Regions from separate parts of the Mus musculus genome. Here region 1 is linked to region 2. The links are chromatin contacts, called in public HiCAR-type maps. All regions are on one chromosome and are shown on one strand. Each heading gives the region's core, a stretch centred on a gene start, on an enhancer-like site or on the middle of the called end of the contact. The rest is flanking DNA. Distances are from core to core; before and after follow the strand shown.

The links. HiCAR-type assays count read pairs that join an accessible place to other places.
Region 1: a contact with region 2 is called in a HiCAR-type map of astrocytes, with 4 times the contacts expected there. The contact joins two enhancer-like sites. A contact is called at or near these places in 4 of 484 Hi-C or Micro-C datasets (the N1E-115 cell line, cerebral cortex, embryonic stem cells and 1 more), 1 of 115 datasets of contacts at active chromatin or transcription factors (astrocytes) and 1 of 9 other capture datasets (embryonic stem cells).

Annotation. Positions count from the first base shown.
Region 1 is chr3:153,658,471-153,661,278 of GRCm38.p6, forward strand. All of the region lies in intron 1 of St6galnac3 (ST6 (alpha-N-acetyl-neuraminyl-2,3-beta-galactosyl-1,3)-N-acetylgalactosaminide alpha-2,6-sialyltransferase 3), which reads right to left. Among named protein-coding and RNA genes, the nearest start is that of Gm52633, 64 kb to the left of the region's middle. Within about 2 kb of position 1,346, at least 29 of the 459 cell types and tissues checked have an H3K27ac peak or open chromatin away from gene starts, as enhancers often do. A contact at or near this core is called in astrocytes and cerebral cortex, where this site is marked.
Region 2 is chr3:153,084,121-153,086,825 of GRCm38.p6, forward strand. The region is part of intron 1 of Gm52620 (a long non-coding RNA gene); the gene reads left to right. Among named protein-coding and RNA genes, the nearest start is that of Gm52620, 7.2 kb to the left of the region's middle. Within about 2 kb of position 1,316, at least 82 of the 459 cell types and tissues checked have an H3K27ac peak or open chromatin away from gene starts, as enhancers often do. A contact at or near this core is called in astrocytes and cerebral cortex, where this site is marked.

The DNA of each region.
Region 1 (2,808 bases), core at 96-2,595, 570 kb after region 2:
CCTGTGAGCATCGGCTGAGGTGGAAAGACTCGCTCTATATGTGTCACGGGCTGTCTCAAACAACCACACAGCTACTGGCCCCCAACCTGCTGCACCGAGCAGCCACCACTAGAGGCCACCACACGTACCTCTGCACCTGAAACCCTTCATTAACATCCTCCAGATAACTCAGAAGTGAGACTCACGTTGCGAGTGAATGCAGTCTACAGATACGCAAATTCACACCTAAGGGAAGGTCTCAGTGCCCTGCCAACGCATACACTGAACAGAGGGCAAGGCCACTGTGGCTGTACAATGGAAGCTGACAGCAGTCCCCACTACATCCACCACGCCATGGATGTGGAAGAGAGTAAACAGGCTAACACCTTAGGGATACACTAAGGCAGGTGTGCCTGGGAAGACGGCAGAAAGCAATTAGGGAAGAAGACCCAACCCAGGCTGAGGATGAAGAAACCTCATGGCCAGCCCTGCTCACAGGTAAGAGTGGGGAGCCTGATGTCTGCCGTCGGCCTTGCCTAACACCATTAAGGGGGGAATGTAAGCTGGAACAGAGTGGGAAAGGTTAAAGAGGAACGTTGAGGCTAACTTGAAAGAATCATGGCTTTCACACCAGAAACTGGGCATAAAAGCAGCTCACCAGGCTGGTGACTGATGGAGCCATCCTGACAGGAACCACAAAGAGGCTCTTAAAGGGAGTCTGTAAGAAAGCGTTGGATCAGTGGAGCTGTCAGACCTGAGACAACCCAGCCCAAATGCAGTGTGCCACACTGTCCTGCCACTGTAGCTGCACGGGTAGGTCACCCTTTCACCATGCAGCACCTCACTCGTGAGAGCAAGCATCTCAGGCTAGCTCCAGCCCGCAGACAGACCCTTGTTCTTTAGCCTCTTGCTGTGTCCCTCAGCAAATGTCACTCAGCACACCAGACAAGTCCTGGAGCTCCCTATGACCGGGTCAGTTATAATATGTGGACGACACTTGCACAAGCCTGCCTGCTACAGCCTAGGTAGCCACAGGTGACAAGTGGAGAACAGAGAGGATGCAGATCAGGCAGGGCAAGAAGGGCTAGCCCAGTCAGGACGATGCTTACCTTGCGAACATACGGGGCGGAATTCATCCCCAGAGCATATTACTAATGTGATGGACCTTTGTTACCAAAGAACTGTACTTAGAAAAGGAAACAAACTTCAGAGAAATAAAAATCCCAGCAACAGCCCCTGGAGTATAGGAGGCCCCGCCACAAGGCTCGTGAAGAAGTGGAACAGAGGCCTCAGCACAGTCCACTCAGTCCACTGTCAGCCTGAGACGCCCGCCAAGCTGGCTGGCTGAAAGAACATGCTGGGTCTGTTCTGTTTGCTGTAGTTTTCTGAGCAGGCTCCATGGTGAGCGAAGAGGCGAACAGGAATCTTCCATTATCCCTTTCAGCTGAAAAGAAACCTCACCACAGAATGCACTTACTGTGAAAGTTGGTACAAACAGCAGCCACGGGGAGGTCGCGATTAGAGGAGGCTTCCAGGGAGAACGGCTTCTTAGAGAGTTGGACTCTGATGGGCAGAGGGAGATGGTGACGGGTGAGGGGTGAACGAAAGAGGGGGCAGGAGCAGAGCAAGGCCTGAGCCTGAGCAGAGGCAGCGGGTGAGCTCACTCACTCAGCCTACATCTGAAGCATCGGTCATCCTAGGTGCCCCACAGCAGGACCAGATCAGTGGGCAAGACAGCAGGCTGGGCCAGTGGAGCATGGTGGTAGGAGCGGCTACAGTTTAACACTGAGAGTTGGGACCTAGGAAACACCGTAGCAAGTTGTTCTAAGAACAGGGTCTTGAGTATGAGCTCAAGGATGCCAGACTTGATTCACAGACATCACTGAGCCAAGGGAGCTTCTCTGAGAAATGTCTGTGAGAGGCAGGGCAGAAAAAGGGAGCCATCAGGTTAGCTCCAGCTGGGGTGATTCATCTTCGGATGCATAAGACCCCGTATGGGACAGAAAGGGGATCAGAGGCTGGAGGAGGAGGAGGAGGAGGGAGAGGAGGGGGAAGGGGAAGAGGGGAAGAGGAAGAGGAAGAGGAAGGGAAGGAGGGGGAGGAGGAAGAACAGAAAAAAGGAGGAGGAGGGGAGGAGGAAGAGGAAGAACAGGAGGAAGAGGGGAGGAGGAGGAAGAGGAAGAAGAGGAGGAAATGAGGAGGGGGAGGAAAAGAAGGAAGAAGAGGAAGAAGAGGAGGAGGAGGAAGAAGAGGAGGAGGAAAAGGAGGAGGAGGAGGAAAAGGAGGAAGAGGAGGAAAAGGAGGAAGAGGAGGAGGAGGGATGCATGTCTTGCGGAACCCTGCTCTGTGTGGTTATATCCTGAGGAGTTCTACTGGGAATAAGTTTAGGAATGAGACAACCCCTCTTTGGAAACATTTAAAAGTTTCTCAATCGTCCTGCAGATAAACAAACAAAACCACATTTGATTCTTCCCGACCCTGCATATTCCACTCTTTTATGACCAATTTGTTTGGGGTGAACATCACAGGACATGAGGAGGGAGGCGGGAGGGGAGGAGCCATTGAAGTCAAAGAGGACAGGATGCCAGGAATCCTCTAAGACTCAGGAACGTCTCACTGAAAAGTTGGGCCACCTTCAGGGAACTCACAACGAATACCCTGTGCCCATGCACACAGACACACAACAGCACCCTGTGCCTCAACACTCAGGCTTCTATTTGCCTGGCTGCTTAGCAGTCTGCATCTATTAGATCACCGTGACAGCTTTTGGATGTCCATCCCTTTAAAACAAACAAACAAACAAACAAACAAAAAGGTAAGATCTAGAAA
Region 2 (2,705 bases), core at 66-2,565:
ATTAACCTTGGGTGGTCTTACTGTCCACCTCATCTTTTGAGACCCTGAACCTCGCCAATTTGGCTAGGCTGGCCGGCCAATCGACTAGGATTTTTAAAATATGAATTCTGGGAACTGAACGCAGGTCCTTATGCTTCCAGGGCAAGCTCCTCAGGACCGATTACCATCTCCCTAGCAACGCAATGGGCCTTCTTTTAAGGCTTCTAGAAACAGCTGCATGGGTGCTCAGACAGACTTGCAGCCTCTTTGCCTGGTCTTTGTGATCCAGCACACTGGCTTCAGCTCAGTCAATCTTCCACCCTGATTAGTAGCTGGTTCATGTGGGTACCTGTTATATGTGGACGCCAGGAGGGTGTCGACTTCTTAATCCTATGCTGTGTAACTAGAAGGGCCGGTTGAAGGTTGAGTAGATGTTTGAAAAACTGAACAAACAAACAGACTTAGTCTTCCATCTGGCTTCAGATAATTTACATAACACTGGTGCCTCACCAACGTTCATATAACAGCTTTCTCCTTTTCTCACCTGGGTCAAGCGAGATCCCGGTCTATTTTAGTGGCCCCGCCCTGGGCTGGCTCTGTACATCTCTGCTCTGTTGCTGCTCCACTTCCCTCCTTTCCACAGCAGGATTGAAGACAGCTCCACAGGGGTGGTCCTATTACGGATATTTTCTGATCAGTTCCAGTTCTGAATGGAGGTGGTGGCTCTGTGGTGTCTGCTGTGAGTCCACGGGTTAAACCGATAATGAGCCTGTCCGGACAAATAGGCCTGCAATTGTTTTAGCCAGGCCAAAGGAGGCGGGCCAAGAGCCAAGTACAGATGCTGCAGAGAAGCAAGCTGCCGGGAGCCCACAGCGCGCGGGATTAGTGAAATCACCCGTGCTCAGCTTGCACCAGGAGCTAAAGCGGCTTTGGGAAAGGCATATGGCAAAAAAAAAAAAAAAAAAAAAAGCCAGAGTTAATCGCAAAGTCAGGCGTTCAGGAAAGCAGCATCTGTTGGAAAGAAAGCGTACAGCCACTACAGTGACTTTGCTCCTGCTCCATCACACAGGAGGATGTGCCCAGGTGGATTAGCAGGGTGACAAACCACAGAGCTGCCAGGCCCACAGGAGGCCCCAGAGCCCGTGACCACTGATGCACAGGCCCGCGGCAGCCAGCTGTGGCTCTGATTAACTGCAGCAGCATGGGCAGCTCTGGGGCCTGGCTCCATCTCGGTTTCCTTCCACGCACGAATCAGCCACTGCCAGGCTGTTGTTTCCTCCCCATTCGACCCGCACTGCCAGGGATCAACCAGAGCCTGCACTAGAGTGCACAACCTCATTCAAACAGCTTTGGCCAGGTGCCAGCATCCTGCTTTGCGCTCCTGTGTTAGATAATGAGGGCTCCTTTGCTCCGAGTTCTGAGTCCATCAGTGTTGCCACCCCTGAGCACTCCCAGAGACCAGGAGAGAAGCAGGGCTGATGGACGGCCAAAGAGGCACGTTAGCCTGCCTGGAATTTGTTCTCTCAGTTGGTAATAGACAAATGACCATGATTTAAACGTCTTCGGCCTTTCTCCGTTGGACTGCTTGACAATACATCTGCTTGTGTTTTCAGAGAGGTATTCCAGGCATACCAGTGGATGAAACGGAGTTGCTTATGAAAATAGATTCCCAAGTGACCTATAATGGGGAAACTCTTGGTTTAATATAGTTTCCTTTGTAAATCCCATACAGATTCAAAGCTTGGAAGATACTGGCGTGCCTTTGGATGCCTTTAGTGGATAGGACATGCAAATCTTCCCGGGTTGTCTTTTGGCCTCAGTCCTCTTTTCTGGAAGATTAATTGATATGGATTGAATTACATCTTCCAATATTCAGAGATTGAAGCCCTAATTTCCAGTGCTCTGGCATATGGTTACAAAGACAAGCGTGTCCAGCTAGTTAAAAAGAGGTCAGACTCTGACAGGCTGAAAGTCTAGAGTAATACAGCTGTGTCTACAGAAAATGGAACACTGGCACATAGAAGCACACAGAGGGGGGTGCCTGTAAAGACTGAAGTCATTCTGCCCATAGCCATGGGACCAGCAGATTCTTAGAGGGAGTTCTGGAGCAGGGGAGAGGGAGCCCAGGCCCTGACCCTTCCTCCACCTCAGGCTTCTCATCTCAGGAACTTGACACAGTAATGGAATTCCTCAGAGCTCTTTTGAGGAACCAAGGCTGCTTAGCAGTGACAGCAGTGTAAGAACATAGCCACAGAAGGTTAGGAGTTTACAGTCAAAGCTCAATTAAGATTCTGTGCGTGTTTCTGGGACAGTCAGCTCTGGTTACATCCATGGGATTTTACATTTAAAAGAAAAAAATCAGGCCAACGTGATGGCTAGGGTTTATTGTGAACGTGACAGAAACTAGAATCACCTTGGAGATGGACCTCTGGATGGGCCTGTACGGGCTTACTTGATTACCTCAATTGAAATTGGAAGATCTGTCCACTCTGGGTGGCAGCATCCCCTAGCTAGGATCCTGGACTGTGTAAATGGAAAAAGGGGACTAAGTAATAAGCACTCAGTCATGGATTTCTGATTTCTGCATGTGGATGCCATGTGACCAGCTGGTTTTAGCTCCCTCTCCTTAAATGGGCTGCCATGGTGGACTGAGCTCTGAGCTCTGAGCAAGAATGAATCTTTTCTCCCTCACGTTGCTTTGGTCAGTGTATTTATTTTACTACAGC